5 separate regions of the Mus musculus genome follow, and all the other regions are linked to region 1. Evidence: chromatin contacts called from public capture Hi-C and promoter capture Hi-C data. All regions are on one chromosome and are shown on one strand. The core of a region is the stretch at or near the end of the contact, and the rest is flanking DNA. Distances in the headings are between cores, read along the strand shown. Region 1 holds the start of Mmp9 (matrix metallopeptidase 9). Region 2 holds the start of Zfp334 (zinc finger protein 334). Region 3 holds the start of Eppin (epididymal peptidase inhibitor). Region 4 holds the start of Slc35c2 (solute carrier family 35, member C2). Region 5 holds the start of Cdh22 (cadherin 22).

Evidence for each region. Promoter capture Hi-C pulls out the DNA fragments that hold promoters and counts their contacts. Capture Hi-C pulls out chosen DNA fragments and counts their contacts.
Region 2: a promoter capture Hi-C map of hippocampal neurons shows a contact between it and region 1, with 5 times the contacts expected there. The contact joins the promoter of Zfp334 here to the promoter of Mmp9 in region 1. A contact is called at or near these places in 6 of 39 promoter capture datasets (the 3T3-L1 cell line, cranial neural crest, embryonic stem cells and 3 more), 1 of 15 datasets of contacts at CTCF or cohesin (large pre-B cells), 2 of 484 Hi-C or Micro-C datasets (both in embryonic stem cells), 13 of 115 datasets of contacts at active chromatin or transcription factors (astrocytes, embryonic basal ganglia, embryonic forebrain and 4 more) and 1 of 9 other capture datasets (macrophages).
Region 3: a promoter capture Hi-C map of liver shows a contact between it and region 1, with 2.5 times the contacts expected there. The contact joins the promoter of Eppin here to the promoter of Mmp9 in region 1. A contact is called at or near these places in 9 of 39 promoter capture datasets (the 3T3-L1 cell line, embryonic stem cells, frontonasal cranial neural crest and 4 more) and 1 of 484 Hi-C or Micro-C datasets (myocytes).
Region 4: a promoter capture Hi-C map of embryonic stem cells shows a contact between it and region 1, with 8 times the contacts expected there. The contact joins the promoter of Slc35c2 here to the promoter of Mmp9 in region 1. A contact is called at or near these places in 26 of 39 promoter capture datasets (the 3T3-L1 cell line, 3T3-L1-derived adipocytes, the C10 cell line and 14 more), 1 of 15 datasets of contacts at CTCF or cohesin (large pre-B cells), 33 of 484 Hi-C or Micro-C datasets (the AML12 cell line, B cells, the CH12 cell line and 24 more), 21 of 115 datasets of contacts at active chromatin or transcription factors (the 230-238 cell line, acute myeloid leukemia, astrocytes and 14 more) and 5 of 9 other capture datasets (adipose tissue, embryonic stem cells, liver and 2 more).
Region 5: a contact with region 1 is called in a capture Hi-C map of embryonic stem cells, with 5 times the contacts expected there. The contact joins the promoter of Cdh22 here to the promoter of Mmp9 in region 1. A contact is called at or near these places in 21 of 39 promoter capture datasets (the 3T3-L1 cell line, 3T3-L1-derived adipocytes, the HPC-7 cell line and 11 more), 1 of 15 datasets of contacts at CTCF or cohesin (embryonic stem cells), 9 of 484 Hi-C or Micro-C datasets (the N1E-115 cell line, cerebellum, embryonic stem cells and 3 more), 13 of 115 datasets of contacts at active chromatin or transcription factors (bone marrow-derived macrophages, embryonic basal ganglia, embryonic forebrain and 6 more) and 4 of 9 other capture datasets (adipose tissue, embryonic stem cells, liver and 1 more).

What each region holds. Positions count from the first base shown.
Region 1 is chr2:164,946,958-164,949,475 of GRCm38.p6, forward strand. It overlaps Mmp9 (matrix metallopeptidase 9), which reads left to right and starts at 1,262. Exons shown (of 13, transcript NM_013599.4): 1 at 1,262-1,440; 2 at 1,878-2,107; 3 at 2,326-2,474. The coding sequence starts at 1,300.
Region 2 is chr2:165,386,997-165,389,514 of GRCm38.p6, forward strand. It overlaps Zfp334 (zinc finger protein 334), which reads right to left and starts at 1,263. Exons shown (of 5, transcript NM_178411.3): 1 at 965-1,263.
Region 3 is chr2:164,592,308-164,594,825 of GRCm38.p6, forward strand. It overlaps Eppin (epididymal peptidase inhibitor), which reads right to left and starts at 1,264. Exons shown (of 4, transcript NM_029325.2): 1 at 1,119-1,264. The coding sequence starts at 1,209.
Region 4 is chr2:165,286,577-165,289,094 of GRCm38.p6, forward strand. Slc35c2 (solute carrier family 35, member C2) reads right to left here and starts at 1,262. Exons shown (of 10, transcript NM_144893.2): 1 at 1,208-1,262. Elmo2 (engulfment and cell motility 2) reads right to left here. Exons shown (of 21, transcript NM_080287.2): 21 at 1,455-2,518.
Region 5 is chr2:165,233,479-165,235,996 of GRCm38.p6, forward strand. It overlaps Cdh22 (cadherin 22), which reads right to left and starts at 1,259. Exons shown (of 12, transcript NM_174988.3): 1 at 1,077-1,259.

The DNA of each region.
Region 1 (2,518 bases), core at 12-2,511:
TGAATGATCACTGCGGCCTGGAGGTGAAATGCCTTGCCCAAGGTGGTTGGGAAATGACGAGGTTGGGAAATGGTAGACCCAGAACTGCAATTCAGTGCTGGAGCTCACCAGTGAGAAGCATCTAAGAGAAGCTTGGGAGAACACCCAGCTCTCTCTCTCCGGCTCACAGGTCTGTTCGTTGGGAAGCACATGAAGGTCTGGGCACACAGGAGGCTTAGTCAGAACAGCTTGCTGAAGACAGATCAAGGCCCTGCTCCACCATGGTGGCAGGCGAGGAGGATGGAAGGCCGGGGGCTGCCGGCTGTTGGCAAGACTGTGCCAAAGCTTTCCTGAGTGGAGCAGGGCAGGGCTGGAGGAGGGGAAGGGTCCATGACGATCTCACAGCTCGGGAGAGGAAGGTGTTTGCCCCATCCAGGTCACCCCAAGGCTTAGAGCCAAGACCCCAGTCTCCTAATTTCCAATCACAAACCTGACACCATCAACTGAGGTCTCGTGAACACTGCTGAAAGTGGTTTTTCTGTGTTTCGAGAGTCTCATTTTATCCTCAGATCAATATAGGGACAAAGGCTTGAGCGACAAAGGGTCTGTTTTTGTTCTTTAAACAGAAGAGGAAGGATAGTGCTAGCCTGAGAAGGATGAAGCTTCTGCTTGCTCCCACATGTGTGTGTCCCCCCGCCCCCCAGGCTCATCTTTCCTTCCCCAAGGAGTCAGCCTGCTGGAGCTAGGGGTTTGCCCCATGGAATTCCCCAAATCCTGCCTCAAAGAGCCTGCTCCCAGAGGCCAGGAGAGGAAGCTGAGTCAAAGACTCTATCAGGGGGCGGGGATGAGAGGATAGAACCTACAGTGTGGGGATGGGCTCCAGGCTGCACTCTGGCCAGGGAGGGGGTGTCTCAGAAGCCCAAGGAAGAGGGGTCTCGGGCCTCAGGTCTCCCAGTCTTTTACTGGGCTGATCAGTCAGGGCCGTCAGACCTAGGGCTAGGTGAATGCCCCATCCTGCACACCCTCCTTCCCTTTCCCACAAAGTCTGCAGTTTGCAGAAACTAAACCCTGAGTTCTGTGGTTTCCTGTGGGTCTGGGGGTCCTGCCTGACTTGGCAATGGGGGACTGTGGGCAGGGCATAAGGGAGGGGGTAGTGTAAACACACACACACACACACACACACACACACACACACACACACACACACACACGCTGAGTCAGCATAAGCCTGGAGGGGAGGGGCGGGGTCACTGATTCCGTTTTACTGCCTCTTTAAAATCTCTGCAAAGGCAGCGTTAGCCAGAAGCTGCGGTCCTCACCATGAGTCCCTGGCAGCCCCTGCTCCTGGCTCTCCTGGCTTTCGGCTGCAGCTCTGCTGCCCCTTACCAGCGCCAGCCGACTTTTGTGGTCTTCCCCAAAGACCTGAAAACCTCCAACCTCACGGACACCCAGCTGGCAGAGGTAGACAGATGGCTCGGTGGATAGCTGAGAAGGGCTGGTCAGGAAGATGTCCCCCTCTCCCAAGGAATGGGGCCTCAGATATGCTTTCTGGATTTGGGGGTGATGGGCATGTCTGCCAGGGTTAGGCAGTAGGGGGTAGGTGGTCTGGAGGCTCTGGGCAGATTCGGGTCTGTTGGAGGGACAGATTGGGTTCGGCTTCGAAGGGTTGTGACATGGCGCAGGTTGGCAGTGAACAGTTAAACTCTAGTGGGGCTGAGGGGTAGGCATGGTTTATATCATCTGAGGTCGAGGTGTGATGCTGTCCTCAGGATAGGGGAATTCTAGCTGTGTAGGAAGAACTGGTGTCCTGGCCGTAGAGTCCCTAAGCATGTGGCCCAGAGGTCCAGAGCCAAGGTGCCAGAACTCTGTGATGTCTCTGCCCCTTCCTCCATCCACAGGCATACTTGTACCGCTATGGTTACACCCGGGCCGCCCAGATGATGGGAGAGAAGCAGTCTCTACGGCCGGCTTTGCTGATGCTTCAGAAGCAGCTCTCCCTGCCCCAGACTGGTGAGCTGGACAGCCAGACACTAAAGGCCATTCGAACACCACGCTGTGGTGTCCCAGACGTGGGTCGATTCCAAACCTTCAAAGGCCTCAAGTGGGACCATCATAACATCACATACTGGTGAGATGTCGGGCTAGAAGCAGGTGCCTGGGTGGGACTGGAGGCCAGTTTGCACCTCCGGTTAGCTGAACACAAGGGATCCTTAGCAATACAAGTTCCGAGAGAGGCTGCAGCCCTGTGTGTTTTGAAGCGATCGTGGTGTAGCTGCTGCCCCGCCCACCCCCATTTGTAATCCGTGCATGCCCGATCCCCCATCGACGCTGGCTTTTCACCTCCAGGATCCAAAACTACTCTGAAGACTTGCCGCGAGACATGATCGATGACGCCTTCGCGCGCGCCTTCGCGGTGTGGGGCGAGGTGGCACCCCTCACCTTCACCCGCGTGTACGGACCCGAAGCGGACATTGTCATCCAGTTTGGTGTCGCGGGTGAGAATTCCCGGGCTGGGCAGGCTATGGGAGGGACGACCACG
Region 2 (2,518 bases), core at 13-2,512, 440 kb after region 1:
GGAAGAACAGGGAATGTGATCAGCAGACTGGCTAGCAGCTCGACAGTGACTCACAGACATGCCCTGGAAGGAAAGGACCCTTCGACCTGCGTCATACAGAAAGCGTCTGCGGAGGGAAGGCCCAGGGCAGTTTTGAATGGACTAATCAGAGCTTTTCTTACTGTGTGAAAGGAAACAAAGGTGTGAATTGAACTACTGTCTTATTCAGGTCTCCTTAAAAAACAAACAACACTTCAGAGTTCATATTAGATCATATCAATAAGCTCTAGTATATATGAAGCCTGAAAGAGCAGGCCAGCAACTCTGAGATTCTATCAATCAATCTATCTATCTATCTATCTACCCTCTAGTTTTTTGGGTATCAATTATCTATCTATCTATCTATCTACCTACCTACCATCTAGTTTTTTGGGTATCAATTACCTGTTTTCCTACTAATGCATTCAGCAGATGAAATCAGAAAACCAGACAGAGGGAGTGAGGGGTTTAAGATGCGTATCACTCTGCTCCCCTCCCCCAAGCTTAACTGCAGTTTCATGAGAGGGAGGCCTCTGCTTCAGTGTAGCAGAAGACAAAGCCCTGGCCTTCGAATCAACACACCAGATTTCAATTCTTGGTTCTGGCACTAGCAAACTACCTAAATGGTCAAAATAGCTGCCTTCCTCACTTGAGAAGAAGTTCGACTCTCATAAAAACCCTTTCCTGTAGATACTCTTGGGTCATTCTTCTATATAAAGGAAACCAGTAAACTCCAGGATGGTGATGGACGGGGTTTGAGCAACTCTGGCGAAACAGAATGGGGACTCTAATGAACGACACGCATTTGTTCGAAGTGATGCAGAGGCCTTTTTCTCAGCCATGGCTGGCATCCCTTCCCTCCCAAACGAAAGACCCGCCAATGAAATCAGACCTGCTCATTCCCTCAATCGCAGCTCAACCCTTAAGCAGCCCCCCGAAGCTTTACCGGGCCAAGGGCATCCGCAGGACTGCTGGGATCCGCTTTTTGCACGCACACACCTCTCTCCTTCCCAGGCTGCCCGCCCGGAGGCCTGCAGCCCCGGGGGCGCCCGCTAGCCTCGCCCGGCCCCTGGACACGCGCAAGCCTCCGCGGGCCCCAGGAAGGCGCTGGTTCTTCTGATCCTGCCCCGGAGTCGCCACCCGGAATTCCTCTGGCTCAGGGGAAACCTCGCTTCTTTTGTAGCTCCCAGAAGGCCCCAGGCAATTGTGGCGCACAGAGGCCCCTCGAGCCTCGCCTGGAAGAGCCCCACGAAACGGAAACGCATCCATAGAGCCTAGGAGACCGCGCATGCGCAGAGTCTCGGAGCGGCCATTCCCACGGTTCTCCAAAGGGTGCTGTAGTCTTTCCAGGACTACATTTCCCACAGGGAGTTGCGGCCCCCACCCAGCCGATAGCCTCTGAGGCGCTAGGGCTTTAATCACAGTAATTTACGAGTAAAAACCATGAGTACAAGAAGAAGTGTGAGAATAAAAAATTAGAGCTCTGTAAAGAAATTCCAACAGTGTATTAAGAAAAAAATAATAACCAAACAGTTGTAAGCAGAATAAAAATGTATCGACGACCTTCCCAAAATTACAGAAGAGACCCCCTAACAAAGAATCAAACCATCTCTAAATATCTTAAAAGAAAATAATCGCCATCCTGTTTATTACTGACTTTACTGACAGGTGCATACTCTCCTGCCAATTTTACAGAAGGAGAAGTCACAATAAGTAATGGCAAAATATTTTAACAGTATAATATTTTCAATTTTTATTTTATTTTATTTTATATGTATTGATATATTGCCTGCCTGCATGTATGTCTGTCCACTACTTGCGTGCTGTGCTTGGTACCCCGTGTCTAAGAAGGCCAGAAGATGGTATCATGTAGGTGCTGGGAATTGAACTCTGCTCCTCTGCTATAAATCACTGCGCCATCTTAACAATATATTTTAACATGACCAATTATATTTAATCCAAGTAATATAGAAACTGCTCTTCATCCATGAGGACAAATTGAATACGTGTATATATTTTGTTTTATTTATTTTTTTAAAATATTTATTTATTTATTTATACACTGTACACTATAGCTGTCTTCAGACACTCCTGAAAACGGCATCAGATTTCGTTACGGATGGTTGTGAGCCACCATGTGGTTGCTGGGATTTGAACTCAGGACCTTTGGAAGAGCGGTCGGCACTCTTAACCACTGAGCCATCTCACCAGCCCCCGTGTATATATTTTAAAAGAGGAAAGCTATGGAATATCTTAGTCACTGGAAGGCCAGACAGTTTCTGACACAGTTATCTGTTATGTTTAAATACCAAAAGGAACTTCGAGATGCAGAGGCTGAGAGATAGCTCTCAGTGAGCCAGACTTCCAGGGATTCAATGCTTGTATACTGTCTCCCACATCAAACGTGGCCATGATGTAATTTAAATAAAGGGGTCATAAGAAGGGACACTGCAGGCTTCAAAAAGCAAACCTGATATCCTGGCAGTCCGGTTTGTTTGCG
Region 3 (2,518 bases), core at 14-2,513, 350 kb before region 1:
GTGGAGGAGAAACAGGATCCTAAATACATTGTATACAATTTTCAACGGGTTAATACAGGTGTTATCGTAGAAAAATCTTTAGTTGGTTGAATGCTGGTAGCCTTGTGATGGTGGGCACATTCTTTAAATTCTGTGTCTTCTAGTTTCAAAGAGGGAAGTTTACGGACAAAGAGCTATATACAACTAAGGGGTGCTAAGTTCAGGAGAAATAGTCTTTCCCAGGGAAGACCCCCCTAATTTAATTGCTTATCCAATACCAAATGGTCAGCCCTGAAATCATATACATACAGAAAATAATAAACAGACACAGCAGGCTGTATTTATTTAGGCTCTCTCTCTCTCTCTCTCTCTCTCTCTCTCACACACACACACACACACACACACACACACACAGATAACAGCAACAATTAAAGAAAAAGAGGCCGTAGTTTCAGACGGAGTGGGAGCAGGTATGTAAAAGGAATTGGAAGGAAGAAAAGGAAGGGGAAAATTATATTTTAATGTTTAAAATTCCAAAATTTTAAATTAAAAGAATAAAACAGGAGTGTTGATAGGACTTCCTCTCGTAGAGTTCTTGTGAGGATTAAATGAGATAGTGAACACAAGCAAATGTTAGCTAATACCTGCAGAGCGGTCACCGTGGGGGGAAGCTTTACTCTGTCCTGTTTCTTCACCACAAAGCTGTAGGGCCAAAATTCGTTTAAAATGAAGAAATCAAGTTCCAGAGAGGACACGTGGAAATTAAATATTTTGCTCAAGATCACCAGGCTACCAACTCTGTACAACCCACCAACTCTGACCCCAGAGCCCCCAGACAAATATGTCTGTCTACTTCTTTAAGAGGTGAAAGGTCTTCCCATTAATGTTGGAACCATAACCCTTCCTCACCTCCCCTTTTTAAAGGGACTTTGAAGGTGTTTCCCCAGACCCCTGTCCCTGTATCAACACAGAGGTCGTTGTAACACTAAGAGACCTTATAAGTATCTCTCTCCTCTCCTGAGCCACACCCAGGAAGGAGCTGTAGAAAGGTGACCCACACCTGAGGAATTGTTCTTTGTCTCTTCCTTCCAGTAAACTTCCCTTTCTCCCAGACAACACTAGAAAAAAACAGTACTTACTGGGAAACAGCAAGTCAGCTAGACTAGGTCCCTGGACTCTTGCAAGCAGGCCAAATAGCACAAGAATGCTCACAAATCCAGAAAGCTTCATTCTGGCGAGGGGCTGGCCTGGCTGGTAGTTCTAGAACATGGAAATGTCTGCTGCCTTCGCCCATCCGATTCTCTCAGTAGGCTGTACCTTGGCTGTAAGAGCTGGAGAAAAGCCAGTCACCTACTATCTTGCTGGGAACACCAAGTTCTCGAGATCATAAGTGGAGCTAATGACATTCACAGCCCACATCTATGGAGAAAGCCTTTCTGCTTGGACTGCATAGGGCTAGCATTCTGGTCAACCAGGGTAGTGCCCAAAGTGTACTCTACACCATCCATGCTGCACTGAGGGTCAATGCTGTCCTCTTGGGCCTTCATCTTGATAACTCAAAGTTAATGTGGCATGCCCTCTTTACCATTAATTTACCACTTTTAAAACACTCACTCCGTTAAGCACACTCTCTATTGTCTTAATATCTCTTCATGTTTATTCCCATGGTAGGTCCAAGGTCTCTGTGTTCCCTTCTCCCTCTCCCACAGTTTCTTCCCACCGTTTTCCCATTTATCATCTCTCAGGGACACTTTTTTTTTTAAATGAAGGCCAAAGAGTAAAGAGTTGCCAAAGAGAGCACAGGACTGGGGAGAAACCAGGTGGATAACAGAGTCTTTAGATAGCATTTGTCACAGTGTTGTTGAATGTTGCAGAGCGCAGGGAGCCTCCACCACATGACAGAGTGTTGCCTGAGAAGACACTGAAATAAAGACACGGGTCTGAGAGACTACAGCTGAATCAAGGACAACACTGTAGAGCTGCTGGATACTAAGTGTGCTGTCAGAAGAAGGGTGCACACGTGAGCAGCCCCCTCCTAGTTGTGCATCTCCAGTACCAGCTGCTGAACACTGGGCTAGAAGGCAGAGAAGCTCTCTGCGAAAGGGAAAATATTAACAGCCAGATTCTACTTTCTTTCCCTGTGCTGGTAACATATTGTGCAGGTCATTGTTCTCAACTTGTTTTATGTGATAGCTAAGCACACAGCCTCATCATCGGGATCAGAGGCAGAACCCCCATGGAAATCCCATATCAGCAGATTTGCAATGTCACTTAAGGATTATTTCTCAAAAATGCTAAAATGATTTTGCTGGGGATTAAGCCCAGATCTGCATAGGCTGGGAGACACTCTCCCATGGACCTACAGCTCAGGTCTTAGAAATAGAATTTCTACTAGACAACCTGATCTTCTTGGACTTCTGTATTCTCTCAAAGACAGCCAGCAGGCGAAAACTTGGTGTTTCTAATCTGAAAGACCCTGGGGTATTTTATCTTGCAGCAGGATTATGTGACCCAGAGCAGAAAGGATTCTAACAAGTAT
Region 4 (2,518 bases), core at 12-2,511, 340 kb after region 1:
TCCTCCTCAGAGACCTAGCGGGTGCAACTTGCCACAGTCTCTGGAGTCTTCCTTCTTTCTGACTCATTCAGTAAGCACAGATGCCTGAGGGCTGCAGCCCAGCCTCTCTTTGCCGCCTTCATTCCCAGCCCACCACGACCAACCCCGTAACTCCAGCCGACAGCTCAACCTCAAGGTGCTGCAAGGAGCTACCTTAATATTCCTCGGGTCTTCATCTGACTCTCAAGTCACTTAGAAACGGCCAACCGAACAACTGTTTTCTTTGGCAGAAGGCAGTCAGCACCAGTGAAGCCATTGCTGCCTCCCTCGGCATCCCTCATCTCCTGCCTTGTCAAGTCCACCTCTAGTTATTCCTTGACCCACCCACTTCTCTTCACTTCCTCTCCCACCACCACACACTACACCACAGTTTCCGTTCACCTACTGCCTGCACTTGCCTGCAGTCCACAAGGAGCCAGAGACTGGTGGAATGGTTAGTGTGGTCAACCTGACAGAAGCTAGGGTCACCTGGGAGACGGGCCTCGGAGCATACCAGGAAGGGATTGATTCTCTTGATCAGGTTAACCGATGTGAGGAGACCCAGGTAGCTGTGGGCAGGAACTCCTGGCCTCCATAAAGAAGGGAGAGTGCACTAGCAGGCACTGATGGCTCTCAAGATTCTATACTTCAGAACTGTGGAAACGACGTGGCCAGCTGCTTCAAGCACTTACTGCCCTGACTTCCTCACGACGGACAGCACCAAGAACTATGGGGGAAATAAGCTCTTTCTTTCTTTCTTTCTTCCTTCCTTCCTTAAGTTGCATCAGGGAAAGAAACTAAGACTGCCGGTCCCAACAGACCGGAGACCCCGGGGCTGGGTCCGCAAGTTCTCCCTGGATCCTGCCTGCCAGCTGCAACGCCACGTACAGCCGTGTGCCCGGAACATCAGCCGGCGTCCTCCTCGGCAAGGCAACCTGATGCTCTCTGCTCTGGTCCCCTTCCCCAGGACCCCCATTGCGCGTGGCACTTAACACCGCGTGACGACTGTGTTTGCTCACGTGTCCCTGCCGCGCCTGCTCGGCAGTATCCACCTGGTTCCCCCCATCCCCAAGACCCGGCCCCTCGTACGTGCTCGGCGAATGCCAGGCGAACGGGCCCAGAGCCACTGGAAAGCTGGGGAAACTGAGGCCGGGCGAGAAGGCAGGGGACCGCCCACACGCCCACTTACCTCCGCCCAGGCTCTCGCCGGGAGCCTCCTGCCGGAAGCTCGAGGTGGGCACTGTGCCTCAGGAGGCGAGACTTCCGCCGGAAGTCGGTGGGGTGGGCGGAGCCAGAGCATCTCTAAGGCGGCTACAGCAAGCTTCCCAACACGGTCCCTCTGTACCTTTCCCTTAAACGGGCACCAGGAACGAATCACAGCTACTAATAACTCTGTACAGGGCTTATTTCTTCAGGGACTTCAAGCAGCAGGGAAATGACATGACAACCATTAAATTTTATTAGTAAAACGTCCTGGCAAAGTGATAATGGACACTTTGTGACATTGCGTATGCCTATAAATTTGTGAGAATTATTCAATAGGCTGAGTACGTGAAGTTCATCGCAGAGGAAATGGAACCCAAAAGGAAGGGGGTAAGAAGGATCTAGTCTTACCGGGAGCCCAGGGAAGCAGGTTACAGTGGCCGCAGAACACCAATTTAGCACACCTGGATTTGACTCATTTCAGGTACAGAGTATGTGGGCAAGATAACCTCTAAGCCATGCAAGCTAGGGCTGCAGACCCGAGCTGGCCCAGTTCTCGGCGTCTGCTCATCCGGGCTCTACTAGGACTGGCTGCAAACAGGAATCCTTGCACATGACTTGGCTGGGCTCCTGGCTCCTAGCAGAAGGCTCAAGGCCAGCGTGTAAGCTGTGCTTTGTGCACACTGCTGCTGTAGGCTGTTGCCAGCTGGCATCACGAAAGCATTCGTTGATTCAATGCTTCCTGAGACCTACAATGGTGCCCATCGCAGCCCAAGGTCTTGGCTTCGTTCAGCCCTCAAAGCCTGCGTTGCATGCACTTTCTATGCCTTCTGAAAGCGCCTGTCCTCACCCCCTTCTGACTGAGGCAAGGGGAAGTATCTATTTTCATCACTGCCTTCATTCAAACCTCCCAGCTACCAAGGCTGCTGATGGGAGCACCAGCTTAAAGCACCAGCTGGCAAGCTGGGCACTAACTGCAGGCAACATGCGGGGTGCGGAACATGTCTTCTTTGAAAGGCACAAGTACTCGAGCTGTTCCCTGGCTGTGTCCCTGGCAGGGGAAAAAGGGAGGATGGGTTCTTGGGGGTGTACAGTATGCCTTTCCACGTTGTACCCAGCACGACTGAGCAGAAAACGCTCTGTCCTGTAGCACAAGCTGTGAGCATCCTTAGCCAGCAGGTGTGAGTAGTTTGCGCATGACAAGAGCAGGAGAGATGAGGGGAGAGGGAGATGCTCTCAGAGTGGCTGGGAGCTCTCCACATGCTCCCAGGCACACTGAAATGAAGGCTGTCAGGCC
Region 5 (2,518 bases), core at 9-2,508, 290 kb after region 1:
AGAAAGCAGGGGGCTCCTAGCAGCGCGAGCCGGACAAGCCTTCAACCGGCCGGGCCCCGCAGGCTTCAGCCGTCGCTGCTGTGCCCGCCAGCAGGGGGTGCCTCTGCGGCTTGGGGAGACCTCGGGGGACTCCAGCCTCTCTCTGCGCTCCGCCCGCTGCACCCTACAGGGTCGTCTCCAGCAGCACCCAAGCTGGGGCAGGGACCCGACCAGGCCACAGCGGAAGTGGCGAAGTCAGGTCCCGAGCCAAGGGAGACGTGGTTAGGGATAGTGTCTATCGAGGGTCCCGCAGCCTGTACGCCCTCACAGTCGCAAGGTCCACGCCTCCCGGTTCCGCACCCCGGCCTCCGGAGGGTCAGTCCCGAGTGGCGCGTGCTTTGGACGTGAGCCTGTGAAGCCCGGTCCTTCTCCGTGGTGGGGACAGAGTCCCCGGAGTCGTGTGCGGATGAAGAGGGTAGAGCTACCTCTCAATCTCCACCGGCCATCCGACGGCCGAAGGGAGCAGGGGGTCACGTCGGCAGGGCCACAAGGGTCCTCATAGCCTGTCCAGCTCACCCCACCCAGGGGTGGCCGCAGCCGCGCGTGTCGCCGCGGCTCGACCCGCACACGCACCCGCGCGGCGCACACGCTCCCGCCGCGCCGATCGCCGGGCCTCCGGGAGGGGCTGCGAGCCGAGCCGGGGCGGCGCGGGGTGGGCGGCGGGAATGCCGGGGTCCCGGCCCGTACAGAGGCTGGATTCTCCATCTCCCCACCCCTCCCCGCACTCCGGCCCTACACCCCTGGCGCAGACACCCCCTTCCTCCCCGGCCTCGGGGGCATCCTGGAGCTCAGGACACAGGGACCGCGACTCCCGGGCCGGGAGGTGGCCGGGCTGGGCTCCGCGCCGGGGAAAGTTTGGACGTGGGAAAGTCCCTGTCTCCCCGCCGGGGAGGGGGCGCGGGATGGGCGCGCTTCAGCTGTTGCCCCGGAGCCCGCGCCGCGCCGCGCCCGCCTCTCCCCGGCCCGTGCACCCTCCCGGCCCGCAGCCTTCCCCAGCGGCGATCGGTTGTCCTCCCGCGGGTGCCGCGCGCTCTTACCTTGGGGAGCGGCCGGACTGCACCCTGGTCCGCGCCTTGGGACGCCAGCAAGCGGCAGGATCACAGCCAGGTCCGGCTCTGGCGTCCGCTCGGAGGAGCCGAGGGAGAGCGGGAGCGAGAGGGGGAGCCGCGGCGGCGAGTGCGCGCGTGTGTGGAGGAGCGAGAGAGCGAGGGAGTGTGCGTGTCTGACTAGGGGGGAAGTGTGCAAGGGACGGATCCCTTCCTTCCTCCCGCAGCCTCTGGTGGAGACTCGGAGAATGCAGCGCCCGCCGGGCAGGAGCGCCGAGCAGCGCCGAGCCGCAGGCGGCCGCCGGGCCGGACCCCGCAGCCAGCCGGGGAGCCCGGCCCCCGCCCCGACCGCACCCCTCCCTCGCCTGCGGGGCCCGGAGGCTCCGTCTCCCCCGTCGCCGGCAGCGGGAAAGCCCCCGGGGGAGTGCTCCTTCTCCTCCTCCCAGCCCAGATCCGCGCGAAGGGAGCGCCCCCAGGAGGGGAGCGGGCTCCCTCCTTGCCTGGCGGTTCAGCTGCCCCGAGGCACCCGTGGCAGACTAGACCCTGTCCCCACCACTCCCCTGGCCAGACTTCGCTGCATCTAGCCCCCCTTCCCCCACACACTATGAAAGCCCGGCTTCAAAAGAAGGGGGTGCAAGCGAAGGTAGAGGCGGGCTTCTCAAGTGGCCACCCCTGGCTGGCTGCCCAGAAAGGCCCTTTGCACAGACCGAGGCTTCAGAGACAATCACTGAACATTGAGGTGGACAGAGCCCCTGCCCCGGGGCTGGGAGTCTGCTGGCAGGTGGAAGGTCAGTTGTCCTGGGAAGAGAGCCACGCTGGTCATTCCTCTTTAGGAGCGAGCTCTGGAAGTCCTGTGCCTCCAGCCAGAATAAAAGAGTAGGCAAACAAGACAGTCCAGCCTAAACTTCGTGCCCTCTAGCATGAGGCTAATAAAATCCACCCCCACCCCCCACTGTCCAGAAACGCTTGCAAAGCCAGATTTTCCGTTCTTGCTCAAATTCAGCTAGCCCAATGCCCGATGTCTTTTCTGCCTAGACTGTTTCCTTTTTCTTAGCTGCATGGGTGCCAGCCAGGTGACTGAAGTGACCGTGCAGCTGTATGTCTTTGCCATCTGCCCCTAACCAAGCATCCTGGCCTGCAAAACAGACGCTGAGTTAAAGAGGTGACAACGCCCTCCCTCCGAGACCCTGATTCCTGATGGTCCCTAGGGACCCATACTCCAGCTCGCCCTGGCCTGCTCACCACCGGGAGCTCTAATTTCCACTCTCCCACTCCTCCCTAGTGACTGGTGTCTCCTCTGGGTGGTTGCATTTCTAGTCCTTCCAGCTGAACTCCATCACTCTTATTTATTTTGAGATTTATTCTCCACCTCGACAGCCGGTTCCCTCCCTTAAGTCCTTCTTCTCTCGGTTCATTCCCTTCATTGATCTCCC